Regions from separate parts of the Sus scrofa genome. Here region 2 is linked to region 1. A link is a contact called in public Hi-C data. All regions are on one chromosome and are shown on one strand. The core of a region is the stretch at or near the end of the contact, and the rest is flanking DNA. Distances in the headings are between cores, read along the strand shown. Region 1 overlaps GDAP2 (ganglioside-induced differentiation-associated protein 2). Region 2 overlaps MAN1A2 (mannosyl-oligosaccharide 1,2-alpha-mannosidase IB).

Region 1 (5,648 bases), core at 2,136-4,635:
TTTGTTCAGTCCTCCAACAAATGGGTCTCCTCTGTTAGGTTCTCAAGATACAGCAGTGAATAAGGCAGGCAGTAGGTCAGTAACCAGAGCCATGACATGTTCGTTCAGTTACTAGTAACTTTTGGATGATTGCTTGCCGTGTTCCTAAGGTGTGCCGGCCCTGGTAATGTCAACATTAAGTTCATGTGGCCTTCAGAAAGTTCACAGTCTAGCTGTAAGATGCTGGGAGAAGTTCCTATCCGGAGGGCTAGTCACAAGATTATAGGAGGAACACGAGGAGGATGGAGTTCTGCTCAGAGGAGATGGCCTTTGACGGGGTCTTGAAAAGTGAAGAGTTCACTAAGCGAGGGTCATGGTGGGTGAAAGGTATCCTCGTGAGAGGTCACTGTTAGCAGAAGTAGGGTAGCACCAAAGTGAGTGGTGTATTCTGAATAAGTAAAGAAGCGGCTCGTGAAAGCCCAAGCTATGTGGAGGAATAGTTGGAAATAGGACTAAGGGGCGGGATGGAGGAGGGGTGAGCTGTCAGAGTGTGGAGAGCCATGCTGGGGTCTTTGAATCTTAACCTGTAAGCAGTACAGAGTCATCAAAAGGTGTTCAGTAAGGAGGGTGGCATGAGGTAATTCAGGCAACAGTGAATATGGAGACTTGGAAAAGAGAAACAAGAGAACAGTTGAGAGCTCATTGCCCAAGTCTTCTTAAGCACTGAGAACCCGAGAGCAGCTGTTAGAAATATTAGCAATCGAATTTAAAGGACCTGATAACCCACTGAAAATGTAGGATGAAGGAAGAAGTAAAGAAGATGTCAAAAAAAAATTCAGGATTCTAGCCTAGGTGAGTGGTTGGATGTTGCTGTGTAGCTGAAATAAGGAATACAGATACAGGAGCAGGTGGGGAGCGGAGAGAGTCAGGTTTGGTCCTGTTGGGGTCAGGTTTGGATCAAGAAAATAAAAAATGTGGAGGACAGAACCTGGAGAGGACAATATTTTAAAAAAGTGGAGCGTGGCCATTTAAAACTAAAACTGGAGCGATTCCTAGTAAGTAAAGGATGAGAACAGGCCACTAGGTCTCATGATTGGGAAGTTGATAGAGAAAGGATTCAGATAAGATAGAAATTAAGAAAAAATAATTCAGCTTTGGTTTGATGGGATGTTGACAGGGATAAAGGGCTGAGTAGGAAATCTGATACTGTAACTGATGGATGGAAAGGCACTTGTGCCAGACCATTCTGGTCCGAGAGGGAGGCCCCAGAAAATAAAAAGAATACCCTGGATGTCTGGAGTTAGCACCTTTACGGCCAGGCACTTTTTACTGGCAATGATGTAATACATAAAAGGAAACTCTTGCTGTTGTGGAACTTTCATTCTACCTGATGGGGTAGGGAGGGTGGGGAGGATACACAGTAAGCAGGAAACTCCACAAAATGTCTAGTTACTCGGAAGGAAAGCAAATCAGGGAAGAGTTTTTAAGGAGGGTGACCAGGGTAGGCTTTACCGACAAGGCATCACTGAGCACAGACCTGAGGGAAATGACTGATCCATTACAGAAACAAAACTTTGAAGAGGTGGATTTTTTTTCTTCACACTTTCGTCATTTTTTATTTTTTGAATAACTTTTCTATTCTCTTCCTTAGGCACTGTAAGACGCTTCCTTGAAATTCATGGAGAGACTATTGAAAAAGTAGTATTTGCTGTCTCTGAACTTGAAGAGGTATTTTGCTAATGATCTTGTATTGTTTCAAGCTTGTGTTTACTTGTGAGTGTTTGCCTTTGTCTGATGATTATCTATTAATTGAACTGCCAGCAGTCAAATCCTAATTATGTCTGTGCTTTGGCAGTGGGGCTGACCATCACTTGTTAACAAAGACCGCATTAGAGACTAGAAACAAGTCAGAAAGGAGCGTTTTTTCATATTTTTCATGGGTAAATGGTTAACATGTAACGAAATCTTACAACATGGGTTGTTCTGATTTCCTCACTCTGTTAGCTTGCAAGACATCTCAGCATCACCTTGTGACCTAAGCCCTGGGCACCTCAACAGCATACCTAGAAAACCACACCTCTCTGCTGGAAAAGCTCTGGTGTCTGCCCGACCTGGAAACAGCTGACAGCCTAGCCTGGTGGCTTGTAGAAGTAGGCTGTGAGGTTTAGGTTTAGTTGTACGTGGTTAGGTTTAGTATGTTTCAGTTTCATTCAGAGCCATTTTAGAAAATTCTTTTTTAAATCTTACTAAGTTTTATTTAATTTTAGTGTTGTCTGTCCCATTCCATTTATATTATTTCTCAGTTTTGTGTCTTTGGGTAAGTTACTTAACGTCTCTGTGCTTTGATAAAATGTGAAGACGGACAGGCCTTATTACATCATAGGAGTTTTGTGATACATGAGTTAATACATATGAAATATCCATTCCAAGTATATATAGGTGCATATATGAGATATAAATCACTGTGAATTTGCTAAAATAAGACACATTTACCAGGTTTGCTATCTCTTTTTGTTTCACCTGGTTTACCTATTCCTTCGTTCTTTCAGTGCCCTTTTATTGAGGGTCTAGAATATATCAGGTTATTCTCCTGGGTTCTGGGAATACACCAGTGAGTTCTGGTCGTTGTCCTCAAGGAGCCTTTTGTCCGTTTGACAGTTTGGAGAAGTTATGATAATTGTGTGAGATACAGGAAGGATAGGAGCACATGACTCCAGCCTGGCAGAGGGTTAGTGAATGCTTCCCATAAGAGGTGATTTGTGAGTTGAAATCATTGTAAAAGATAAATAGGATTTTCCAAAGGAAGGGCAGAAGACAATAGTCATGTAAGCATGAGCAGAGGCAGATAAGTAAGAAATAGCATGAAGGGTGTATTGGATAAAATGTGAGGCTAGGACTGGCAAAAATTGGGCAGGGGCAGGATCAGTGCTGGCCTGGTATCTCATACTGTGGACCTTAGATGTTATCAGTTATATGATGGGAGAACATAGAAGAGCATTAAGCACACAAATGATGTGGTCTCGTTTCTTTATTAGCTGTGTAAAAGATGATTTCCAAGGAGAAAGACTGGTGACAAGAAGAGATGATATAATAGGTGTTTTCGTACTCCAAGTAAGAAATGATCAGGCCTGAACAAGGACACTGGTGATGTTGAAATTTTTTTGGGGGGGTGGGGGGAGACGTGGCATGAGGAAGTTCCCGGGCCGGGGATCAAACCCACGCCAGCAGTGACCTAAGCCACAGCACTGACAATGCCAGATCCTTAACTCACTGAGCCACTAGGGAACTCTGATATTGAAATTAGAAAAATATGTATTTCGTAAACAAATTCAGCTGGAGTTGGAGATCACAAATATATGAGAGGGAAGTGAAGGATGACTCCTAGGTTTCTGGCTTGGATGACTGGGTGGTGTGCCACCAATGACAGAGCAGATAGAAGGAGGGAAAAGTGTTGCAGGGAGGAGAAGGGAGGAATGAAGGCAAGTGCTGTTTTGAACATGTTGGATCAGAGGGGATCAGTGGATTCAACACGATGATCAGTAAACCATTGTGCTTATTAGTCCAAAGCTGAGGAGTGAGGTCTGGGCTAGAGATGTGGCCATTGTCGTAAACCGGGGTACTGCGTGAGATACCAAGATAGGACATCCTGCTCTCGGGGGACAGGGGGGCGGGGGCTAATAGTTAGAGAGCCAGATAAACAGAGACCACCCTGCAGTGTGGCAGGTGCTGTGCTAGGAGTGTACATCACAGTGTCAGGGCAGACTGTCAGGACACCTGACCCAGACCTCGGGGAACAGAAAAATTCTTCACCTTCGGTATACCTGAAAAAAATAGTCATCAGCATCTGTCACCTAGGTCCAATGGACTTTATGAATAATTTACTGAATAATAAAGGGATGATGAAAACAGGTTTAAAAGATATTTCAGTAAGTTTAAGCATGGCAAACCTTTTTATATCAGGTAAATTTTGTTGTACAAACATAAAAGATGAAAGAATATTGTCACATCTTGGTAAAATGATATCCCATTTCTTAGCACAAAATCCCGAATGGTCAAGTCCTTCCTATAGTGACTGACTGAATGAGAGTGTCACATGTCCCCCTTTGTCCTTAGAAACATGCTGTTAACTCAGAGGTTCTTAAATTTGAGAAGGCGAATCTAGGATGTTATCATCTGAAGACTCATTGTCTGAGATTTTACTTCATATAATCAGTCTCAACCTCATCATTATTAAAGTGGTGCTGTCTCTTTACATTCATCTTTGATTCCTTTAATAATTCTCATATGTCATCTTTGTTCAGTTGCCTCTTTGCCGTTTTAGTCTGAAAATGAAAGCATCTGAATTAGCAGATTTTTCCAGTGAAAGTTAAACAGGCTATGGACTGTACATAAGGATAGAGATGTGAAAATTTTTAACAAAATAGTAGCAAACTAAATCCAGCAGCATATGAAAGAATTATACAACATCAACAAGTGGGGTTTATCCCAGAAATATAAGTTTGGTTCAGCATCCAAAAGGCAGTCATGTAATGCAACATATTAATAGAATAATGCGTAAAACCTCATTAGATGCAGAAAAAACATTAGACGAAATCCAGCATCCTCTCATGATTAAAACAATCAACATACCAGGAGTGGAAGGTCACCTCCTCAACCCGATAAAAAGCATGTAGGAAAAACCTATAGCTAACATTGTACTTAATGGTGAAATACTGAAAGCTGTCTGCCTAAGAGCAAGAACAAGACAAGGGTGTCACTGTCACTGATTCTATTCAACATTGTACTGGAGGTTCTAGCAAGAACATATAGGCAAGAAGAAATAAAAGTCACAGAGATTAGGGGAGTTCCCATTGTGGCTCAGTAGTAATGAACCTGACTAGTTACCATGAGGATGCAGGTTCCCTGGCCTCACTCGGTAGGTTAAGGATCTGGTGTTGCTGTGAGCTGTGGTGTAGGTCACAGATGCGGTTTGGATCCCATATTGCTGTGTCTAGGGTCTAGACTGGCAGCTACAGCTCCGATTCGACCCCTAGCCTGGGAACTTCCAATGCCACAGGTGTGGCCCTAAAAAAAAAAAAAACGAAAACAAACAAAAAACAGATATTGGGAGTTCCCGTCGTGGCGCAGTGGTTATCGAATCCGACTAGGAACCATGAGGTTGCGGGTTCAGTCCCTGCCCTTGCTCAGTGGGTTAATGATCCGGCGTTGCCGTGAGCTGTGGTGTAGGTTGCAGACGCGGCTCGGATCCCGCGTTGCTGTGGCTCTGGCGTAGGCTGGTGGCTACAGCTCCGATTCAACCCCTAGCCTGGGAACCTCCATATGCCGCGGGAGCGGCCCAAGAAATAGCAACAACAACAACAAAAAAGACAAAAGACAAAAAAAAAAAAAAAAAAAAAAAAAAAAAAAAACAGATATTGGAAAGAAAGAAGTAAACTCTCCTTATTTACAGATGACAAGGTCTTGTATATAAAAAAATCCTAAGTCCACTGAAAACTATTAGAACTGGTAGAGTTGAGCAGGGTTATAGGACCTAAGATTAATATAAAAAATAGTGTTTCTACCCCTAGCAAAGAATAATCTGAAAGTGAAATTAAGAAAATGCTTACATTTACGATAGCATTAAAAAGAATCAAATATTTAAGACTAGACTTGGCAAAGAAGTGTAAAGC
Region 2 (5,648 bases), core at 1,646-4,145, 320 kb after region 1:
AGCTGTTATAGCAATACCACAGTGTTTTGATTATAACAGTTTTATTATGTTAGCTTTATAGTAAATCTTGAAATCAGGTAATATTAGTTAACTTTGTTCTTTCTCAAACTTGTCTTGGTTTCTAGGTTCTTTGCATTTCCACATGAAATTTAGAAAGAGCTCATTAATTTCTACCAAAAAAACCTTCAGAGATTTTGACTGGGACTGTATAACTACAGATCAATTGAGGGAAAATTAACAATACTGAGTTTTCAGAGCCATAGAGAAAATGAATCTCTCCATTTATTTGGCCCATAATTTCTCTCAGAAATGAATTTTGGTTTTCAGTGTACAGGTCTTTTATATGTTTTGGCAAGATTTATCCCTAAATATTTACCTGTATGTTATTACAAGCAGCATTTTTTGAGTGTACTGGTAGTACACACAATTGATTTTAACATATTAATCTTCTATCTCCAACCCTGCTAAATTCACTTACTAGTTCTAGCAACTTTTTGAGAAACGCAATAGGATTTTTAGAGAGGACAATCATGTCCCATGTAGAAGAAAAAAAAAAAAAAAAAAAAAAGGTTAGATGTACTTCTTCTTTTCTAGTCTGGATGTCTTTTTTTCTTTTTCTTGTCTGACTGCACTGGAGAGAATCTCCAGTATGCAGCTAAAAAGAAGAGAACAGACATCCTTGTCTTATTCCAGATCTTAGGAGGAACCAAGGAACCTATAGTATGAGGTTAGCTATAGGTTCTTTATATACTCTTTATCCAGTTAAAAGCAACCCTTTCTGCTTTTTGTTTGCTAAGAGTTTTATCAGGAATGGATGCTGAATTTTGTCAAATGATTTTTCTGTCTATTGAGGTGATCATAGGGTTTTTCATTTACATTTCACTGATTTTAAAATGTTAAATCAAGTCTCCATACCTGGAATAAGCCGACTTGGGTCATGATGTGTTACTGATTTAATATGTTGTTAGGTATGATTTGCTAATATCTTTAGCTATTTTATAGCTATCATATTAGTTTTGTTTCCAATGAGGTCTCTGCTGTCATTCTTGCATTTGCTTGTTCCTTTTTACCTAACTTGTCTTTTTCCTCTGGTTGCTTTTAAGACTTTTTTCCTTTATCATTATTTTTGAGCAATTGGATTACATGTGCCTTGGCTGAAGTATTCTTCATATATCTTGTCCTTGAAGCTTGTTCAGCTTCTTGAATCAGTGGATATAGTGTTTACATCGAGTTTGACAAGATTATAGCCAATTTTTTTTTTTTCATTCATCCCTCTGCCTTCTCTTTCAAAGATCTCAATTTCACGTATTTTAAGCCACATGCAGTTGTTACACAGTTCACAGATCTTGTTACTATGATTTGCTATGTAGATCCAAAGCTATAGATTACCACCCCCCTGCCACGCCACTACTGATATAGGACTTTCCTGAGTCCTCTACTTGGTGGCCCATGAATCAGGAGCTTTTCCAGTCATGTTATCGAAACCAGGCACTGTCCCTGGCCCTGTATGATCACCACAGACTGTTTCCTTTCTTCCCTCAGAGATGATTCTTTCCCTCAACTCAGGTAGTTTCTTCATTCTGTTGAATGCTCCAGGGGGTTCTCCTGGGTTCTCTATGTGCAGCTCTCTCCTCCCTGGTACTTTCTGTGGACACTAGTCTCTTAGTTTCCTTGGACTCACAGTTCAAGCTCCTCAAAGAGCTGGCTGCACTCTGCCTCAGGCCTCCCTTGCTGTGCAGTGGACTGGAAACTCCATCAAGACAGCAAGCTGGGGCCTACACAAGGTCCACCCATCTTGGGTCCCTTTTCTCAGAGATTACAATCCTTCATTGTCTCTTGTCCAGTGTTTTGAAACCCATTGTTTTACATATAATTTACCTGTTTGTTTCAAGGGGAAGGGTAAATCTGACCTCCATTATTCCATATTAAAGAAGCAACAATCCTATTCTTCCATTTTTAAATATTCTGTCAAATGATTTGGTGAACACCACATAACCATGTTCATGGAATCCCTTACCCTCTATTATTAACCTTATTAACCAGTTCAAAAAGACCACTAGAGTTTGTCCAGCAAGAACTTGTTTTAGGAACCCTTTCTGGCTCTTCATGATTACTAATTTTTTCTAAAGACTTTATACCATGCTTTTTTGGAATTTTGTGAAAATGGACATTACATTGATCTACTTTCATTTTTCTTAATCCAACTTTTCCCTTCTTTAAATTATGTATCTATTCTGCTGTGTTTCTCTCCATTATTCATGAAAGAATATTAATAATGATTACAAAAATTACATTTATAGTAGTACCTTGATATGTAATTTCTTTGGCTCCTTATAATCATTTAAAATAACAAGTTACTTTTCTCCTCTTGGAGCTCTAGTTTCCTCTCAGTTGTATTTGTTTTCCTTTCATGACATTCCAGGGTAAGCTATAGGGGTTGGAGTTAAAGTATAGATGTTTTGGCATTTTAAATCTTATGATTTCCTTTGTAGAACACCATTGCTTTTCTAATTTTTTATTGTAGTAAAAAAGACGTAACATAAAATTTACCACCTTAACCATTTTTAAATTCAGCAGTGTTAAGTATATTCACAAAATGTTTTCGTCTTGCAAAACTGAAACTCTATACCCTTTAAACAACTTCCTTTTTCCCCCTCCCCCAGGCCCTGGTAACCCCTGTCTACTTTCTTTTCCTTTGCATTTGACTGTGGATACTTCATGTAAGTGAACTGTAACAGTATTGTTCTTTTGTGATGACTTATTTCACTTCACATGATGTCCTCAATGTTCATCCATACTGCTGCTTCCCTGATTTCGATTCTAGAATCCTACCTTCCATTACTTTTAGTGATGTTTTTTAGTAATGTTTTTTAGTCAGGCTAGTTTTCTTAGTGTCTTTTTAATGAAAGCTAGCATTTATTATCTCAAGCTGGAGCCCTCTTTTCATGAAATGACTTTCTGCCTTATATCATCTGTTAACATCTTGTGTATCATTTAGCATCATTTCAGTATTTTACTCATAACTAGAGTTAGTTCACATCAAAGTTCTTTTCTCTGAATTTCCAAAATATTTATATTCTATTTAGCACTTGACTATATATACTTTTATTGAGTTTGCCCATGTCCAGAAGTAAGAGATTTCTTAACTAGACCTCAAGCTCATGAGTAAAGTATGTTTCATATGCTTTAATTCTCAAAGAGCACAATTCTGAAAAGAGAGTAGCTATTTAAGGAATACTACTGACTTGACTTAGTTTGTAAACTAGCCTTCAGGGGGAAGTGAGCAGAGAATAGCAGAGAACAGGAGATTTAATGCTACTTTTCTCATCCAGTTGGAAAAATAGTCCTCTCACGGTAGAAAGTTACTTTAGGATACAGTTATGGACAAGATAAAAGATAAAAAATAAAGAATAAATGGAAGGGAATGATAGGGGCTTTGTTTTTCAGTCTTCCCTCTTTAACTATTTTTTTACCTAAGAATCCTTACTCCAATGATCTATCTCACTGATTCTTCCTTTCTCACAAATGTATTACTTAGATACTTTCGATGACAAACTGAATCATACTACTCAAAGCTTTGTTGACAAAACCATTATCAGAACTGTCTTTGAACCTACTTCAAAACCTTGTTCACTAGGGAATTAGCTTTAATACTGTGATAGCTGGCTAACTGCACATTTGCTTATACTGAGAATAACTTTACAGCAGAGAAAAATAACAATAGCTATAAAAAGAAGAACCAGAACTACTACAGGATATGATAACATCAGCAATAATATCTGAATAACAATTTACTAGCTTTTTTCCTCTTTCCCCCTACCTCAATATTTTACTATAAAACTTTCAAACCTATAGAAACCTTGAAAGAATGTTACAGTGAAACCCACATATACTCACCTTCTAGATGCTAAAATTAACATTTTGGTATATTCCTTCATCACAAATCTATTATACTACGTATAACTAGCTATTTATAACATTAAAATATTCTCCTAGAAAAAGCAGCTAATTAGCCAACCTAGCTAAATATCAAGAAAAACATGCTTAGTAAAATTGTTTTCAAAGGGAGAAATAGAAGTGTCACTGGAATTTTTTTTAAAACCAGAACAAACTTAGAACAATAAACATTATATAACAATATTTACTTGAGTTTTGATAGGAAGACTGTTGCCACAAATTTTAGCTCCTACAGTTCTATCTTTACCATCTCTGCTTTAAGCGGCACCAAGATTAAAAACACTTAGAATTTTATTTACTAGCACATTATTTGATAATAATTATTTGACAATAGCAAATCAGATGACGTTAGTTTTAAGGAAGAATTAAAAAGTTTCTAGACAGAAAAAGTTAAGAGCAAGACGTATATGTGAAGTCAAATGGTCAACAAACATAATTCCTTTTTTTCTAGATGTCTTTCAAAAGTTTATGACTAATGGACCAAAAACATACTTGCTTTTTTTCTAGATGCCTTTCAAAAATTTATGACTAATGGACCAACAAAAAGTGAATGAATTTTAAAAAAGTGATACAGTCATATAACAGTATATTTACTGAGAGAAAGGCATGAACTACTGATACATGCAATAACACTGACTGATCTAAGAAATACTATGACGAAAATAATGCCAGACAAAAATAAGTGCATAATGCACCATCAGGCAACCTATAGTGACAGAAAGCAGCTATCTACTCAGGGTTGGGGTGAAACTCACAGCAAGGCTAGAATGGAGATGTTCCACATTACCTGCGGTGGTACTTACCCAGGCTTATATATTTGCCAAAACACAATGAAATGTATACTTAGAATGCTTCAATAAAGCCAATTTTTAAAGCTAAGAAAAAAGGCTGACAGAAAAGGAAAATAATCTTAAGTGTTATTGCTACATGAGCACAATTTGAGTTGTAGCTCCCTCTACTGTAGCAAAAGAAAACTGGCAAGGATATATCAAAGTACAGAGTTTGGAAACTGAAAAACTGCTTATCAAGAGTGCAAGTGAAATTCTCTCTGTGTGTTTGTGTATTTGGATTGCATTGATACTGTGGTTAAGAGGAGTTAAAAACACTGTGGAGACCCCAGTTCTGGTTCTTCAGTACACCATTTGAGGAGACTGGACTACATAAATACAGCAGTCAAGCAAAGATTTGCCCACCTGACTGCATGATACACTAGCTATTTCTTGATCCCTAATTGCTTCCATAAATGGTTTACTGAGTCACAGGTGTCAGTAGTTCTCAAAGTGTGATCTCCAGACTAGCAGTATCAGCCTCACCTAGGAACTTGCTGCAAATGCAAATTCTCAGACCTCACTCCAGACCTACTCAGGAACTTTGGCACTAGAACCCAGTCATCTGTGTTTTAAGAAGCTTTCCAGGTGATTCTGATGCATGCTTAAATTTAAGAACCACTACCCTAGGTTTACTAACTTTTTAAACTGCTAACACTAGTTAGTTTGTACTGTTTCTGCTTTTCTCCTCCATGTGGGCATCTGAATCTTTGCCTCCTTACTGAAAACAGGTTAACTGCCCTAATTTCCCTGTTTTGACATCTTGCCTTGGGCTCTTTCTTCTTACTTTATCAATTCTTTGGCCCATTCATTATTAGCTATATTCTAGCACTAACCTAATTCTGATTCTAAGCCCTGAGCCTG

The links. Hi-C and Micro-C count contacts between places; a contact is called where the count stands out from the background.
Region 2: a Hi-C map of retroperitoneal adipose tissue shows a contact between it and region 1, with 2.5 times the contacts expected there. A contact is called at or near these places in 15 of 47 Hi-C or Micro-C datasets (brain, embryonic fibroblasts, fetal heart ventricle and 7 more) and 1 of 2 datasets of targeted methods (skeletal muscle).

The regions. Positions count from the first base shown.
Region 1 is chr4:102,904,901-102,910,548 of Sscrofa11.1, forward strand. It overlaps GDAP2 (ganglioside-induced differentiation-associated protein 2), which reads left to right. Exons shown (of 14, transcript XM_021090826.1): 6 at 1,631-1,707. Among named protein-coding and RNA genes, the nearest start is that of GDAP2, 29 kb to the left of the region's middle.
Region 2 is chr4:103,226,121-103,231,768 of Sscrofa11.1, forward strand. All of the region lies in intron 12 of MAN1A2 (mannosyl-oligosaccharide 1,2-alpha-mannosidase IB), which reads right to left. Among named protein-coding and RNA genes, the nearest start is that of FAM46C, 75 kb to the left of the region's middle.